Regions from separate parts of the Solanum lycopersicum genome. Here region 1 is linked to region 2. The links are chromatin contacts, called in public HiChIP or PLAC-seq maps. All regions are on one chromosome and are shown on one strand. Each heading gives the region's core, a stretch centred on a gene start, on an enhancer-like site or on the middle of the called end of the contact. The rest is flanking DNA. Distances are from core to core; before and after follow the strand shown. Region 1 has its middle 13 kb from the start of LOC138348169. Region 2 has its middle 22 kb from the start of LOC101261613.

The links. HiChIP or PLAC-seq counts read pairs in DNA pulled down with a chosen protein or histone mark.
Region 1: an RNA polymerase II HiChIP or PLAC-seq map of leaf shows a contact between it and region 2, with 5 times the contacts expected there. The contact joins two enhancer-like sites. A contact is called at or near these places in 1 of 8 Hi-C or Micro-C datasets (leaf) and 1 of 1 datasets of contacts at active chromatin or transcription factors (leaf).

Annotation. Positions count from the first base shown.
Region 1 is chr4:51,746,547-51,750,521 of SLM_r2.1, forward strand. No RefSeq gene overlaps it. Among protein-coding and RNA genes, the nearest start is that of LOC138348169, 13 kb to the right of the region's middle. Within about 2 kb of position 1,490, at least 2 of the 2 cell types and tissues checked have open chromatin away from gene starts, as enhancers often do. A contact at or near this core is called in leaf, where this site is marked.
Region 2 is chr4:51,676,360-51,680,370 of SLM_r2.1, forward strand. No RefSeq gene overlaps it. Among protein-coding and RNA genes, the nearest start is that of LOC101261613, 22 kb to the left of the region's middle. Within about 2 kb of position 1,747, at least 2 of the 2 cell types and tissues checked have open chromatin away from gene starts, as enhancers often do. A contact at or near this core is called in leaf, where this site is marked.

The DNA of each region.
Region 1 (3,975 bases), core at 240-2,739, 70 kb after region 2:
TATCATCATCACCTAACTTAATCATCCTAAACATGTATGGTTTTATAACATCTTTTGGCTGATAAAAGACAACGTTCATAGAATACTAAAGGCCTAAGTCATCGATAGCCCCTTAAAGTTGTCCGCATAATTCATTTAGACACCTCAACTGAGACTCTTACCTATTAGACACTTTAATATTAATAAATATTTATCTATTGAACATAAAATAACAACTATCTTTACAAATATTGTGCGTGTAATGCACACTCTTTATCTTGACAAAAAGTACGAATAGAACTACGACACGTGGCACATGGGCCCATTAATTTAATTTTAAAAAATAAAGAATATTTTCCTTCCTTTAATAATATATAAAAAATTAAATTAATTAAAAAAAAATCTTTCACCTCACCCCCACCTAACCCCATCCCATCTAACTTACTACCCTTTTTTCTTCATCTTATTCTCTTCTTCTTCAATTCTTCTTCTCTCTTGTTCCATAATCACCATTCCTCTTCATAACAAAAAAAAAAGCCTAACCCCATCTCATTTCGAATTCATCCACCAAATGTTTTTCTCTTTCATTTTCTTCATTATATGTTATTCCTTTGACGACTATTCCGATTTTATAAATACAATCGACCTTGATAAATTATTTTAAAATCGACAACAAAGAGAAATTAAAATTATATCAAATATTTTATAGCATTTCTAATAAGTTTATGAATGGTGATAGTTGCTCAATTGGAGTTATTGAAAATAAAAAAGTACAGATTTTGGTCAATTTTTAACTCCAAATGTTTCAGTTTTTCTTCTTCTTGAAAATGCAGCAGACGTTTTGTTTACAAAAAATGAAAAAGAAAATCATAACAAAAGCAGAGAAATTTGAAGTTTTTAAAATGGTGGGTTTAAGGAAGATGAGTGTGGATTTTTTTTGTTTTTTTTTTATGATTTAAAAGATTTATGCTTAATTAAATTAATTTTTTTATATATATTTAGTCAATGCATGCCAAGTGTCAACAAAGTAGGTATAAATATTTAATATAAAAAATAAAAAAATGCATTCACGCGCTCAGCAGCAGTGAGATACACTTACTTTGCCACATCAGCGTTTTGTGTTTAATAGGCACATTTCTTGATAATTTAGGTGTTCAATAGGTATAAGTCCTAGTTCAGGTGTCTAAATGAATAATCGGGACAAGTTTGAGTGGCCGCATATGACTTTGGCCAAAATCACCAAGTAGTTTAAAGCATTATCCATACATTTAAGGATAATTTTCTTTTTTCATTTTTTATGTAATTTGAAGTGAAAAAATAATATATTTTTTTGTTATTTTTCAAATTCTTTAATTCAACTTCAATTTGAATTTAAGAAATTTATGACCAAACATATTGAAATATAAAGTTTAAATTTGAAAAAGATAAAAAATTTCGTGATCAAATGTCTCTCTCGTAAAAAATTGAAGTACTAAAACTTAACCTAGAAATTAGGGTTTTGAACGTGCCTGTCACGAGGCACCACGTGGTTGTTCGACAAAGTGGTCCCCACGTGGGGTACATACAAGGAGATATTTTCCCATGTGGACCCCACTCTTTATTTTATACTTCTTTTTTTTGAATTTTCACTTTGATTATTTTATTAACTTCTAAAATTTACATTTTTTTAGAGTATTACTTAATTTTAAAAAAAGATGATATAGTTAAAAAGAGGATTATTTTTGGAAGTATGTGTATGAGAAGCCCAATAAATTTGTTTTAATACGAATGGAGAGATTAGTAGGACTCACGTGCTAATCTTTAGACTTTCTTATAATAAGATTCTTTATAAAAATATTTTATACATATGAACCTAAGACCTAACTAGTAACTCCTAAGTATGATACTTACTTATTTAATTAAAAAGAAACTTTACAAATAATCAATATAATAAATTTAATTTTGCTCTATACCTATAGTTTACATATTTTTGGGTTATAGCTACTGTTTAAGTTATCTTGTTTGTATCATTCGTAAGTTTATATAATTTGCATGTACATTTATATAATTCAATTATTTTTGTATAAACTCGAAATAACAAATTTATACAATTATAAATATTAGAAGTGTAAACGGATATACAAATTATATTACACGAATTTTGAATTATACAAAAGTTATACAAATTCTGAATTATACAAACGTGCAAATTATACAAAACTAAAAAACTGACCCGCGTAATTACAGCTAAAAATAGATTTTTAGGCATGTTTAAGGCCACAAGATTAAAGGACAATTTTATACGTTTTACCTAACTTTAATTTAGAACCAAAAAATACAAAAGAATTTCTTTATACTGTTAAACTTTATATTAAGTCAAATCAGATTATTTTTTATGAAATGAAGAGAGTATATATTTAGTTATACACATCATTTTCCCTTTAATATAATGTACAACTTTTAAAATTACACACATATCAAGTGCTGTCAACATTTTTTAGTAACAAACAATGAGACATGATGTCGATAGTCACTTCTCTAAACACTAGAAACATTTCTTACACTACTAAAGTTATTGTCTATAGTATATATATACACTATATAGTATAGTATATTTGGTACATAATATTTTGAACAGAATGAAAGGTAACTTCCTTGGATTCCCCGTACACATATGTACACTCTTTTCTTACAATCTTGAATGTATGTCAACTAAAGGGCATACAACATGACACGTCTATCTTTGATATTCATCGATCAACTAAAATATGAAGGTTGTGAAGTAAAGATTGAGATAGCGCTTTGTTAAGGGGGAAAAGTTTTTACCTCAATGTAATAGGGAAAAAATTATTAGAAACATTTCTGACTAGTCAATTTATAATATACACTTATTTCTTAAAAACTTTGAATGTCTACTTTCTTTTCATTTCAATTCAATAACGAGGTCATTTGGTTATAACTGATTACTACTCCATAGTTTTTCAATTTATATGATTTTTTTTAATTTGTTCAAAAAAGAATAATATATTTATATATTAAGTAATAAATTAATTTGAAAATATTCATTTTATCCTTAATGAAAAGATGTATAGCCACACAAATTTTTAGCATTCATTTTAGATCACAAATTTTAAATGAATTTCTTTATTTTTTAAATTTTGTGTCGAGTCAATACCTCACATAAAATGGGACGAAGAGAGTATATAATAAAGGGAATTTTTTCAAAATGTCAATATTTTAACATTTAATAGGACCAGTGTCAACACTTTCAGTATTTAGTAAAAATATCAAAATTTTAATTTATTATGTATTTTATTTAAATTTTTATTATTTGTTTTAATTGAATGAATACAATTATTAGATAACAAAAAGGACAAATTTAGGAGAGAAAAATCTTTTAAAAAAGGAAGAATAGCTTAAAAATCTCAGCGGTTACAAAATTTAAAATCTAAACACTAATCGGTCTTCTCCATAGCTGATCAGTACTCTCATTATCGATTATCAATATATTTTAATTTAAAAAAATTAGTTTGTTGAGTATTATTTTTAACGAAATAGAACAACAAAATCATCGACAAACAACTGTAGAGAAAGATTTTTCTATTGGGAGTTTGATTAAATTAATTGAATACAAATTTGATCATGTATTAGTTAATTGCTTCATCCTTAATCTTTTTCTAATTGATTATAAAATTTTGATATTAAAATTTGTAAATAATTGTAAACGGCTTCTGTTATCATTGAAAATCATATATAGTATGAACGACGTAAGAAACATTATTTACCTTGGATTTGTTTAATTTTTTTGTTATTGATTTCGAAAAATGATAATAGATTGTTCGAAGATTTTTGATTGGCTGTTTTATTTTTAATGGTTTAATATTTATTTTTTATATATAAATGTTGACAGACTGACTACATTGAACTATGAAAAATACAGTTTTGTTCAAATTTTTTAATGTTTCAATAGATGTTTTATACTTGATGCAAGGGCTATTGTAAATGCATACATTTTTT
Region 2 (4,011 bases), core at 497-2,996:
GAATAGCAAACACAAAAGACATTCTATAGGTTATAGTTTTGTTATTTACAATTCATAGTAAACGTAGTTTGTTATGCATTTGATTTGTATAAATTACGGAGATTCGTATAAATTGGACGTCTTTGACTATGAAAGTTGTGTTTGTATATGTATATGTTCTTTGTGTTAAGCTAGATGACGAATAAAATTAGGAGAGAGGTGAGCGAGAGAGAAGAGGGGTGAATTTTATATAATCTAGGTTAGATAATTGTATATATGTAATTACTATGTATATGTATCAATGATTATGTTTGTATATCTACATAAATTTGAGTTTATATACAATTGAATCGAATGACAATATTTGTATTTGTATATCAAATTTCTCTCTCATTTTATACAAACACAAATTGTATATTGTATTCGTATAATTTTTGTTTGTATAAAGCGAGAGAGGCAAAGGCAAAAGCGGGGTAGAGAAAGATTTGTATTAGAATTATAAGTGTATAGGACGGTGAGATATGTATTTATATTTGTATATACAGTCTCTGTCGCTTTATACAAACACAAACACAATTTATACATTTATTTGTTAAAAGAGAGAGAGAGACAAGGGAGAGAATTGAGAATGGCGACCGAGATTCTGGAGAGAGAGAAGAGAATGATAATATGTTTGCTACAAATTAGAATTAGATAAAATTATAGTAGAACATTCATTTCAAATTAATAATTTGTTATAATCCATAATTTTCCCCAAACTTAATTAGCGGTCCAAAAAATATCAAATTGCCATTTTCTTCCTAGATGAGATAAATTTGGGCCATGGGATTGCGTTGGGCCTGCAATGTTCTAGGCTTAAGATTTTGGCTATTTCTTGCTCAATCTTCAATAATACGATTCGATCAGTTCATGCTCATTTGTTCATATTTATATGATTCATGTTTTTAACAAGTTTAAAAAAGAATGATTTGACTTTAAAGTATTCATTTACTCTCACTAATAAGATTCATAATCAAATAAATATCTATTAATTATTTTAGACCATAAATTTCAGAAGTCCTTCTTTTTTTCTTAAAATTACACATATCAATTGAAAAGGAAGAAATATAAATCATCTCATTCATTGAAAATGAATTAAAATAACTACTAATAATAAATATTAAAAGTATATAAACTGATTAATTTTTCTTTTAAATGTTTTAATATAATAGACATGTAAATATGGACGAACAAGTATACTATATTGAGGAGAAATGATGTATAAACTGAACCAACCTTATCTTTTTCTTCTTTATTTTTTTTTAAAAACATTTTTTTTCATTTTCCTTGAAATAAATTATTTTATTTTTAGTTTAGATAAAACAACCAAAAGTTTAATCTACTTCTTAGATTGAAGAATATAATATTACATTTTGTCTTTCGATTATTGACAAATATATGATCAATTTATTCAATTTTTAGATAATAAGTTGAATATATGTTATTAGTCTCTTTATGAAGAAAAATTTTATAGTTGAACTACTTTTAAATATATTATTGTTAAATATTGAAATAATATTACAAGGTTAACATATAATATGAGTAATTGAATAGTAGAACGGTTAATAATTCTAAAAATTTGTTAGAAAAAATTAAAAAAACACATTTTAAATGATTAAAGATTAATATACTTAATTATATATCACAAAAAAATTAAATTTAGATATTTATTTATAACGAATCGACCAAAATCACTATAGCCCTACAACTAAAAGGAAATACAACATATTGATAGTAGGGATGAGTAGTGTCTAAGTATTCATTTGAGTCCCCTAGACAAAAAAATTACTCTCTATATATATTCGAACTTTGATCGAAATTGCTGTAACAATCTCAAATTTTGAGCAAAATCTATTACCTCTGCATTATCTGATAGTGTGTTCTAAAGCTACATAGGTGTCTACATGGACATCATAAATATTAGTATATCGTTATAAAGACAACTATATATTTTTAAAATATAATATTAGATAGTGTGAATAATAAATTCTGCCTAAAATTTAAAAATATTATAATATTTTCAATTAAATTTAAATATATTTCAGATATTTTGTCGATTATAGAAAATAAGATGACAATAATTCAGTTATAGAAATGACAAGATAAGTTAGGTGTGGAGGCAAAGACACAAGGGGCTACAGCTGCAAAGGGAGCCCACTTTTTTAAATTTTGTTTACATGCCATTATATTATATAACAACTAATTTTTAGTGCTTACTGAAATTCATGGAAAAAGTGAAGTAATCAAACTGTCCATTTTTTTTCCAAAATATAATAATAAAAAAAGGACTGTTTTTGGCTGTATATTGATTGGTTAAAAAAGTTAAAACCTAATGCATGCTTTATTATAAGTTATTTTTGACCTATATATGAAAAAATAAAATTACTTTGTATCATAGAAACTAGTTTTCTAGCTCTCTTTAGGCTCTTTTTTATCAGTTTTCTTTTCCATATTTTGTTTATATGATCATTTTTGAATTGGTTTTGTTTCCATATGTGACACATAATTCATCCTCTAAATTACTTTTTCCTATTCATAGACTAGTCATTCACCTATGTGTTTTCACATCATGAACAATTATTTGTGAGTGAATAACATTTTTTATTTTAACCATTTAGGGATCATTTGATAGGAGGTATAAAAAATATATTTAATAGAATGTTTAATTGTTAAATGATAATATTGAAATCAGTAATGTAATAATTAGTTATATTCATATTATTTCTTATCTAATATTTCTTTGTTCAATAACATTTGTCCATTTTATGAAATCAATTGATAATTTTATATTTACTTTTTAATTTATTCTTATTATTAATTATAGTTCTTTCTCTATTATATTTTTCAAAACATTGTATTTATGATATTCAAAGGGTGATATAGTAAAATTATTCTTTTATTTATAGTTTCTTAAGAAAATGTAAAGTCAATAGCAGACAAACATTGTTATACAGAAATAGTACGCTTTTGATGTGGTTTATTTAAAATAACGTCTAATCATGTATTATATAATTCTTTAAAGAAATATTTGCTTATAAAATACCTTCTACATTCTTTATATATTTTCGGAGATATTTATATCTTTAATCATTTAATATATGTATTACCAACCTTGATATTGTTAACATCGTAGCTTGATTTTTTGTCAAAGAAAAAGAGTCTTTTTTTTTTAATAAAACAAAATATGAAAGAACAACTATTTGGCTAGAGATAGAAGTAATTTTCACTTTAAATACTTACCTATAAATCATCTCAATTTATACATCACCAATGCACAAATAAAGAATACATTTTCGTTTCAATTTATTTATTTAGTTTTAACTTGATGCACAATCTTCTTTCATTTCAATTTGTTTGATTGATTTTGACTTGATACAGAGTTTAAAAAAATCAAAAAAAAATTTTGAATCTTGTGTGATCTTAAACTATAAGAATATATAAAGTATATCAAATTACCATCAATTTTATAATGTTAAATATATCATCTGAAAAGTTAAAATAAAAAGTTATCAAAAAAATAAAAAGGTCGGACTTTAAAGAATTAAAAATAAAGACAAATAAATTAAAATTAAAAAGTGATTATCTTAAAAAGTTGTGTGAATCTATATAGCATTTGAAAGTCAAATATTTTAGGCACTTAAACTTTTATCTTTAGACTTCAACAACAAATTAGTTGTTATTTATGTTCAACAACTTTTTGATATGAAGTTATATTGTTTGTCTTTTACTCTTATTTTTAAAAAAAATAGTAGCAACATATTTATTTTATTTTTTAATATAGAAATTCACATATTAGGGAACACGTTAAGGTCCATACATTACCAAACAAATTGAAATAAAATTACTGTAACCACATAAATAATACAGTAATTAAGACTTTTTGATATTTGGTTGTTTTGTCAAAATATTAGGCAATAAATAGGAGACCTAGTGTTGAATTTAGAAAGAGACAAAAAAAATTCCAAAAAGAAGAGACAAGAATATCGAATTTAC